Regions from separate parts of the Gossypium hirsutum genome. Here region 2 is linked to region 1. Evidence: chromatin contacts called from public Hi-C data. All regions are on one chromosome and are shown on one strand. Each heading gives the region's core, a stretch centred on a gene start, on an enhancer-like site or on the middle of the called end of the contact. The rest is flanking DNA. Distances are from core to core; before and after follow the strand shown.

What was found. Hi-C and Micro-C count contacts between places; a contact is called where the count stands out from the background.
Region 2: a Hi-C map of leaf shows a contact between it and region 1, with 1.9 times the contacts expected there. The contact joins the promoter of LOC107887987 here to the promoter of LOC107885955 in region 1. A contact is called at or near these places in 3 of 34 Hi-C or Micro-C datasets (callus and leaf).

The regions. Positions count from the first base shown.
Region 1 is chrA03:7,406,027-7,411,240 of Gossypium_hirsutum_v2.1, forward strand. It overlaps LOC107885955 (calcium-transporting ATPase 1, endoplasmic reticulum-type), which reads right to left and starts at 2,335. Exons shown (of 9, transcript XM_041107247.1): 1 at 1,912-2,335; 2 at 252-1,691; 3 at 1-5. The coding sequence starts at 1,664.
Region 2 is chrA03:7,555,836-7,561,049 of Gossypium_hirsutum_v2.1, forward strand. LOC107887987 (ankyrin repeat-containing protein At5g02620) reads right to left here and starts at 2,981. Exons shown (of 3, transcript XM_016812184.2): 1 at 2,385-2,981; 2 at 1,858-2,270; 3 at 748-1,757. The coding sequence starts at 2,730. The coding sequence ends at 894.

The DNA of each region.
Region 1 (5,214 bases), core at 1,085-3,584:
AAAACCTGAAATGAAAATGAACACAATAGGACTGCCTCAGTAAACATAACAATGGAGTTGCTGATGCTGAGATTTAGGTGTTCCTGTTCTATTACCTAAAAGAACATAATTAATATTCAAAATATGCTACTAAAAGAGGTTCATAGTTAAGTATTTGTTTCGGCTCCTGCTTCGTGTTAGAGTGGGTTTATTCAAACAGATGCGGTACTACACAAACTAGAAGGGTTTCATTTATTAAATAGAGTTTTCACCTTTAGTGCTGCTTCTGTAGGCATTCCAATGGCAACATAATGCCTCCCAGATTGCTCAACACCAGCATCATTGCAAACAGCAGAAATCTTGGCAATCATTTCAAGATTGGAATCCATTCCGTCAACAGGCCATCCCAGTATTTTCCCATCAAAAGGATCATATGTAGTCCCCTCCACATCAAAAGATCGCAGAGTGCCCGACCTTGAACCTATAGCAACAAGCTTCGAAACAGCCATCTGATTGGTAGTCAAGGTTCCTGTCTTATCAGAACAGATAACAGTTGTGCAACCAAGAGTCTCTACGCTAGGCAGCTTCCGGACAAGTGCGTTCTTTTGAGCCATCTTTCGGGTTCCCAGTGCTAAACATGTCGTAATAACTGCTGGTAAACCTTCTGGAATTGCAGCAACAGCCAATGCCACCGCAATTTCGAAGTAATATGTGCACTTCTCAAATGAGAACTTAAAGTTTGTTGGCCAACCATCAACGTATTCCCAAGAAAGGAAGTATTTCACATTAATAAGCCAAACCAATATACAAATCATTCCTATTATCATTGTTAAAACCTCGCCAAACTCATTCAATTTCTTCTTTAATGGGGTATCTGTATCGCTCTGTGATGCTTCATGAATCTGTGAATGCACCTTTCCAATCTCAGTATTCATGCCTATCTCAGTGACCAAGCAAATACAGTTGCCATTGACCATAGTTGTTCCAGCAAAGACCATACATTTCTTCCCTTGGATATCCGAATTCTCAGGAACAACCTTCACAGTCTTGCTTACAGCTTCGCTCTCCCCGGTCAATGACCCCTGTTCAACTCTTACAGTTGAGCTTATCATATTCAAAACCCGCATATCCGCCGGTACCTTATCACCAACCCTCAATTCCACAATATCTCCGGGGACAAGTTCCTTAGCAGGCAAACTTGAGACCTTCTTACCATCTCGAATTACGTCGGCATGCTCCGATTGAATTTCCTTCAAAGCCTCCAATGCTTTTTCCGCGCTACTTTCTTGCCATATTCCCACAAAGGCATTCACTATCAAGATCAAGAAAATAACAAGTGGCTCCACAAAAGCCGTTATCTCCTTCTCCCCTCCTTCTTCACCATCATACCAAGCTAAAACAAAAGATATGATTGCAGCAGCCAACAGTATCCTAACTAATGTGTCATTAAATTGCTCCAAAAGCAGTTGAAAGATGGATGTCGGCTTGTGTTTCAGTAACTCGTTCAATCCATAAATCTGCCTCCTTTTTTCAACTTCAGCACTTGATAATCCCAATTCTCGATTCACTTGGTACTTCTCTTCACATTGTTTCACATCTCTTGCCCAAGCTGGAAAAGTTTCTTGCTTGAAAGAGGCAGCACCTGCATTTTCTCTCTTACCATAGTTTTCCCCTCCTCTCCCCATTGAAATTCAACGTCACGGACAATATTTCTGCAATAAATATCAGAGAAGCTGAAACTTTGTTAATGTTTCTTCCATACTGGAACTAAAAAGCAATGAAATTTAATTGAAACATCATGATCTGTACAAAGTATATTAAACAAAAAACTCACTAACAAATTAAACACAACCAATCTTTTCGCCCACTGAGATAATAAGAAAGCAATGAAAAGGAAAAAGAAAAAAAACCAAAGAATACCCTTTTTCTTACAATGCCAAATAGTTGTTAAACTGAGCCAAAAGTTTTTCACTTTTTTACATTTTACACATTAGAAATCAGAACCCCATTAACGGATAAACAACTTTCTCATCAGCAGAGTAGAAATAAATAAATTAATCACAGCCCAGAATCCTCAGCTATTATTAATTCATTCCTCCTTTTTAAGGAAACAGTCAAACTCAAATAAATAGAGATGATTATGAAGAGCGATTCAATCGCTGAAAAAACTGATCCCACATTGATTTTAACTAATACAAAATCTCCACGTGAACAAACTACGATAGCGGCCTCCCACACTGAATCTCCACTTTCAGTTAGGGAAAACAAATCTTCTCAACTATTGCTACAAAAATAAAGTTTACTGTTTTTAGTAGTACAAGACAAATATTTACTTAAATTTCCTATTCCTATTCCTATTCCTATTCCAATTCCTATTCCTTTCCTTGCTTTTAAAGATATACTAAATTTGGGCCATTTTCTGTTATTCCAAGCTGTTGTTTTTGATGTTTGCTCCTGCAAAATATATTTATTAAATGATTTTTAAATAAAAAAACATAATTTTACTCTTTTCTTATATAATATAATCATGTGTTAACAAAACCAACTTTTCAATTAATATATGTAAATTTCCTTTTTGGTACAATCGTAATTTGCAATTATAATTAATATATCCAAATAATCATAATCAAAATTAATTATTATAATATTCATCAAACTCATAATTAAAAATAGAATATATTCCAACTTATATCAAAATAAAATTATACAAAGTTAAATAATGATTTGTCCCTCAGTTTGATACTTACCATTTTTTTCCTCAAAACTTAACAAGCTTTTCAATTGGTAGATGTAAATTTCCGTTTTGGAAGCTACACCTACAATCATAAATTGCAACTACAAATAATAGGGAAAATTTATTTTACGTCAAATCGTAATAAAAATGATGTGACATAAGTGTACAAATCATTTACATTTTTAAAAATAAGCATTTCCAATTTTGATATAAATACTTGTATATTTCCTTTTATATTTTTTTTGATAAATTAAAAATTACATGTATTAATGTCCACCCATCAAAAATTCTGGTTGACTACTTGACTCTTAACCCCCCATTCTCACCATCGCTGCCTTCAGATCCTCCCCTCGAATAAGAGAGGTATCGTTACGTTCTAGCTCGCCGTTTGATCCTAAAGAGGTATCATTAGCTTCTCTCGTGTTGCTTATTTCAGATTCAGATAAACTCACGGCCAGTATGCTTCTAGCTCAAGTCGACGAAACCTATGGCGCCGATGAAGGGTTTTGGGGTTCAGAAAGTGAAGCGTTGAAGAGAAAGCTAGCGAAAGCAAAAGCCGGCTTTGTCGCTGCTGTTGTTTTTGACGCAGTGACGCTTTTGTTCTTTTAGTGGTCCTTTGATAGGTGAAGAAGCAAGCGGTGGCAAGAGAGGTGGCGCAATATTCCAGCTTGAGAAGAACGAGGAAGCTAGAGCACATTAATGAGGTCGATTGGGCTGCCAATCAACAAAGAAGCGTCCTGTGATAAAAAGAAATTATATTAAAATTGGAAAGTAAAGGAATAACACGTGGAAATTAAAAGGAAATTATATGAAAATTGCAAAAAGAAGTTATCTTTTAAAAAATATCTTTAGAAATTAAAATTAAAGAATTTATTATAATGTAATAACATTAAATTCGATTAAAATTAATTTTTATATAAAAATAAAAATATTCATAAAACAACTATTTTTAAAAAAAATAATTTGTACTTTTTAAAATGACAAGTCAAATCACAAAAAAAAAGAAAAGAAATCTATTAATATGTAAGTAGAGCTGATCGAGGGTTGGGTTAGGTTCGGATCGAGTCTCAACAAAATTTTTGACCTATTTTTTTGGTTCGGGTCTAACCCAAAAAATTGGCCTAAAATTTTGTCTAAACTCGACTCGAATTATAGAAGCTAAACTAGAACCTGGCCCGAATACAACAAATTTTTAAAAAATATAATATATCAAATACACTTTAAAACATTAAAACAAATATTAAAACCACAAACAAATTGAAAATACATTAAAAATTCTTTATCTTAAGATAGTTGCAACTAAAATAGTAACAAAAATTAACAACAAAACATAAGTTTTACAATATCCAAATAATATCAAAAAGGATAAAACAACATTAAAAACAGTAGCAAAATAATATAAAAATGCACAAAAAATAATACCTAAACAGAAAAAATAATAGTAAAAATAACAAAAATAACAACAACAAAAAAATAGCACAAAAACACCAAGAAAAACAAAAACAAAACAAATTTTTTTATTAAAAATAATTAATTTATTCAGGCCGGAGCTGGGGTCAAAAAAATTTTTACTCAAAATCCGGCCCGTTAAGAAAACATGCTTTATTTTTTGTCTATGTCTATTTTTCGAGTCTATATTTTTATCAAAACTCTCCCTTTTTTGGGTGGACCTTTAGATTGGGCTAGGCAGCCCGGCCCATGATCAGGTCTACCTGTAAGTTATTTTGTTGATCAAGTTGTTTCTCATGAAATAAACACAAGAAAATGTAGAAAACTTTTTTTTAAGTAAATTTCCATAAACAAACACACCCTTAAATGAATTGTGTGTGAATCTATACTATATATTAAAAAGTTAATTGAGATGGTGTTATCTATTAACCGAATTCTAACTCAGGAAATTAATAAATATTCAATTATCCTGCAAAATAACAAATATATTGTAAGGTTTTTTTTGTCATTTTATGTTTTTATGTAAAATCTAAAAATAACTCATAATGAGATTTGAACCAAAACTCTCTCATTTCAATTATAATCTTATATTTTAAATAAAAATCACTAAAAAGTATTTTTTTAAAATTACTATATAAAATTATTTTGTATGAAAATGGACCACATTTTGCTGAAATTTAAAGGTAAGTAATAGAGTCTTGAATTATATATATATTATATTTAACAAAAAATTATACAGTACATTTAAATTTAATTTGAAATCGATCCATGATTATTTAAAAATTATTTTACATTAATATTTTATATATTTTATAATGAAATTTAAATAAACATATATATAAGTATATGATATATACTTGATTTCAATTAAATTGTAGAAAGAAAGCTAGAAAAAGCATAAATACACTAGCTAGGAAGCGCATTATTAAATGTATGGTCTTTTTTCTGATTTCTCGGCCAATATATACACCATTTGCACAAATTGTCAAAAGAAAAAGTTCAACAAAAAAATTTCAAACTATTTCTTTCTGTTTTTTTTTTCTAATTTTTGT
Region 2 (5,214 bases), core at 1,731-4,230, 150 kb after region 1:
AAAAGAAAAAAAATTTACCCACCTTTATACCGCATCCACTCTGTTTAGAGCATATTAATTCAAAATCCATCAAGTGGTTTAGATTTTGGGTTTAATATTTGTAAGTAAATGGGAAAAGAATAACTAAAAGTTGTAAAGATTTGATTAAATTATAGTTTTACTCCCTCTATAACGCTCAAATTTAGGATTAATCTCTTAAAATGATTACACATAATTTTCCCTTAAAAATACAGCCTTTCAACTCGTCATGTTAATATGATTTTTATGGGTATTAGGAGAGTTTTAAGGAAAGCCCACCTCAGCTTTTTAACTGGAATAATTATTGGATATTGTAAAAGTAGACAGTTGTTTAAATCTCAAATCATAATTTGACCTAAGAATTTGGTACCTGACTATAAGAGCTGTCCTCTTCTTTTTCATATGTAAATGCGATGCAAACCATAGAGTATGTACTTAGAAAACAATTGTCACTTATGCGTTTTTCATCGCATCACGTTTATTATAATTGCGAACTTAACATATCCTATCATGCTTCATGGATTTCCAGGGTTTACTAAATATAGAAGAAAGATTGAATGTTACACAGTGATGTCTTCATTGCTGAAAACAATGTAGAAGAATGGTTGGTCTACCACACCATGGTTTTAACCCTATAAGCAAAAATGTTCTTAGCTTATTAGCATTAATTTTACGAAAATCTTGAATGAAAAAAGTTTAATTCTGTTTCCAGTCCCTATACATTTCATATATTTAAAATTAATCTTTTTACTTTTAATTTCAAGAATTTACTCAGTTGAACTGAAAAAATAATTTAACAATTAACTTATCAAAGGACAAACAATCAATAATAACAAATGGCTAGAAAAAAATCAGATTTGTGTAGGAGACCATATTTAAAGGGCATACATTTGAAACTTATTGTTTATAATCTCAGAATCGGACATAATCGCTGAACGCGACCTGCTGGCGGTGGGCGATCGTGAATTTTTCATGTTGGTAGCCTTAAGGCGATATCGTATCACCCAATAACACATGCCCGCTAGAGTTGCCACCATTAATATTGCTCCCACAATGCTTATCCCGGATGCAAGCCTATACCACCTTTGCCCAACTATAATGTACGACAATGCTAAAAACGCCACCGTAACAAGCACACAAGCCAACCACAGTAGCTTGTTGATCACCGCTGCCATCTTCTTCTTTGCCTTGCTCTCGATCACAACAACCGAGGTTTGAACCACCACTATAGCAAGAGATATGAAGAGTGCCAGGGAATCAAAGATGAAGAATATTACAAAGGCTGGGTATATAGCAATGTTTGATTCCCCCAGGGAGTGACCCTTCGGGACTTGGTTCGGGTTGTCAATGAATTGGCCAGGGAGAGTGAAGATGGCAGCAAAGGCGACGCTGGCAATTAAGACGGCGACTACGTTGGTGGAGTTCATCGTGTTGTTTAGACCTTCGGAATGCATTTTGTGGAGTCTTTTGACGATGTCGTGCACATTTTTTCTAGTTTGACGAGTATGTTCTAGTTGATTGTGCACTTCATGCTTGATGTCACTCACTGTTTGTTTTAACTCACGGGCAGGGTTCAATGCTACAGGCTTGATGTTTCGAGCACTTTGAACTCCATGCTGTTGCAGAATGGTGGTAACCTCGGGGTTCCCCGTTTTTTCAGCTGTATCTAACGCTGTCTCGCGGCTTTTGTTCACGGCTTTTGTGTTGGTTTCTTTGTGTCGAATTAACAACTTAACGATCTGCACAAACAGGCGATTAGATTAGCATCTTGCCTTGTTGATGCACAAGAGCTAACATGAGCGTAAAGGCGAGCGAACTCAATTTATTAGTATGATTTACCTGAATTCTGCCCTTCCGGGCAGCTATATGCAAAGGCGTATTTCCCTTTGTATCAACCATGTTTATCATTAATGAAGGATCAACACTAATCAATTCCTCTACCACCTTAAGGTTCTGCCCCTTCACTGCCATGTGAAGTGCAGTTTGGCCTTTCTTATCAGTCCTTGGAGCAATCCCTGGTTCACTGCCCAAAAGTGCCTTCACAACCTCCACATGCCCATTTCTTGCTGCTGAATGTAAAGCTGTTTTGCCATTGCTCCTTGCTATTGTAGCCAAACCACTGCCTACTTCTAATAAGAAATTCACAATCTCAATGTGCCCTTGTGTTGCAGCTGTGTGTAGAGCCGTGGTGTTTGATAAATCCACTGTCATTGCTAGTTCAGGATGCACTGCTAGTAGCACTTTCAATATTTCTGCAAAATGCCCACATTATGAAGTCACCATCTTAATGTTGATCCCAACTCGAAAACTGGACTAATTCACCTCACAATAACATTAAACATAAAATTGATGCATGAGAAACATACCTAAATCTCCTTGTTTAGCAGCAATATGGAATGCATCGAAGCCATTTCGAGCTTTGATCCCGGCATCGGAGAGATCGCAATAGTTTATCATCTCCTTAACCAAATCGACATAACCGTTTTCGGCTGCAATATAAAGAGCAGTTTCACCAGATTGGTTTTGTTTAGGCAATAGTTCTTTCAGTTCATTTTCCTCGGTAGTCGTAAGGATTTCTTTCACCACCGCAAGGTCTTTACATCGTACGGCGTAATGCAGAGGCGTTTCGTCGCGTTTTATTGTTATCTGTGTCGTCATCCTTTTCCGAGCAGGAGGAAAGCTCGGCGGCTTCTCGGTTGATGCCACCTCCATTTTCTTTAATTTGTTTATGTTTTATCAAAATCCACCTTTATAAGAAAACTACAACCCTAGCACCCAATCTAAACCATAAAAATAAGCAAACCCAGAAACCTAAAACAAGTAAAAGATGGAAATTTTTGTACAAAACACATAAAAGCCGATGTTACTATTTACCTCAGTTTGAGAGAAGAAGCTATCTTCGTTAAAAACACAAAGCAAGACAAAAACGAGGGGAGATGTGTTAGCTTATAAAACCAAACGGGATGAACAGAGCACCACACACCTCTCTTGTCGTTTTATTGTCTTGTAATAAATCGCCATTTGTTAGTCTCAATTGTTTCAGATTGACTTTTACGTGAAAGATTGGAGATGACCAAATCTATTCGCGTGGGTTCACGCGGTTGGCCTCAGGTTTAATTTTGGAAGGAATCCTGGACCTGCGGCCACACCATTCATTATTAAAATACAAAAAGGTTTCCTAAATTAGTTCAATTCGATCTTCACTGGAGAGTCTTACGCGCTGTTGTTAGTGCACGCGTTTTTGTTAGTATTCACAAATGTGGGATTATCCAATTAACAAATATTTAATTCTAATCATTTATAATTTAATTTCTATACTTTTTACTTTTAAGATTATAATCTATTTTCTTATAACAGTAATAAAAATATTATATATATTTATGTATTACTCTATAGTGATTAAATTTAAAATATTTTATATTATAAAATTTTAAATATTATATTTTACATTTTATCGTGTTATATTTATTAATTGAACTAGTCAAGTTAGTTTTGAGTAGAGTCAATTTGAATATAAATTTAATGGATAAACTCGATATTAACTCAGTTGGGAAAAAATAATTTACCCTTTCTATGATATGCTTACCGTTATTATACCATTATACCAATAATAATTATTAGTTAATTTTTTACATAAAATGTTTTTCTCTCACCCACATTGTGTATATAAATAATCTCATTGATTGAGTTTGTATCACGAATCAGTTCAATATTTAATTTTTTATGATTATATTTTTAATATTGAATTTTACTTTCACCGACATGATAACTTTTTTATGTGTTATAGAAAAATGATAATATCATGATAAATTTCATAATATTTTATATGTGTTGTTATTATTATTAGTTTCAAACTGTACATTTTGTTATTTATTGTATGTTAGGACTAATATATATTTTACTTTTTGGATTTGTCTGATTTTCCTTTTTGGACTTAGTTATTTATATTATAGGTTAGTTAATTTAAATTTATAATAATTTATTATATTCTATTTCCAAAATTATGGCTATTGAATTTGTCTACTTGTACTTAATTGGTACCTTTTTATTTTGGACATAGTTGATAATTGAATTTGTATTTTGTTAAATCAGGTTAGTACTGTTGGGTATGAGTCCCACTATGTGGGGAACCCATATTTTCTGCCACAATGTTTTGCCTTCTTTTTAGTTTTGTCAAAAGCCATTATTTTGGGGGGCTTTTACGTTGGTGTGGGCAGAAATTTTTTGAGAGCCAAAAATCTCAAATTAAAACAGAGAGATAGAGAGAAGAAAATTTCAGTTTTTCAAGTTTAGTGCAGCAGTGATCAACTCTTCGATTGAAGGTCCATCCATGGTTCGATTGAGCTGATTTTTGGACAGCAGCTAGGCGATAAAGTGTTCTTGACTTTGTACGGTCGGATTTTTCATCCGAGTCTTGTAGCGTCAGAAATACCCGTTTTTCAGAAGCTGCATTTTTGGTGATGTTCTCTCATTTTTCTCTCTTTTGCTAAAGATTACATATTGTTAGCCTTGTTGGAGTTGAATGCTTGTTGTAGGCTTGATATTGTGATCTTATAGTCGAACATTTGATGATAATGGAGCTCTTGATCGGACTCTAAAGTCCCATGGTTTTTACCCTTAATTTAGAGGGTTTTCCACGTAAAAATACCGGTGTCTTTATTTATTTTTGTTGTGGTTGCATTAGTTGATTTGTGGTTGATTAAGGCTGCTAGAGAACATATCTTGTGCTATTGTGCTTGCCATAATTTTTTACAAGAGTTATAGGGAGAGAAAGAACACCGGTTGTGCTTTCGCTTTGTCTCGGTTGTTCGGTTTCTTCCCAACAAACTGGTATCAGAGCTTGGTTATTGTGTCAGATAATTATAGAAATTAATACGAGCAAGATGATTATGTTAAATTGCACAAATTATCAACTTTGGCAGAATAAAATGAAGGACTTGTTATTTGTGAAGGCTTTGCATCTTCCGGTCTTTACTACTCAAAAACCCGATTCGAAAAGTGATGAAGAATGGGAATTTGAGCATCAACAAGTGTGTGGTTTTATTCGGCAATTTGTTGAAGAAAATGTTTACAACCACATTGATCAGGAGACACATGCTCGAACATTGTGGGAGAAGCTTGAAAGCTTGTATGCTTCGAGGTCGGGCAATAACAAGTTGTTTTTGCTGAAGAAAATGATGGCGCTAAAATATAAAG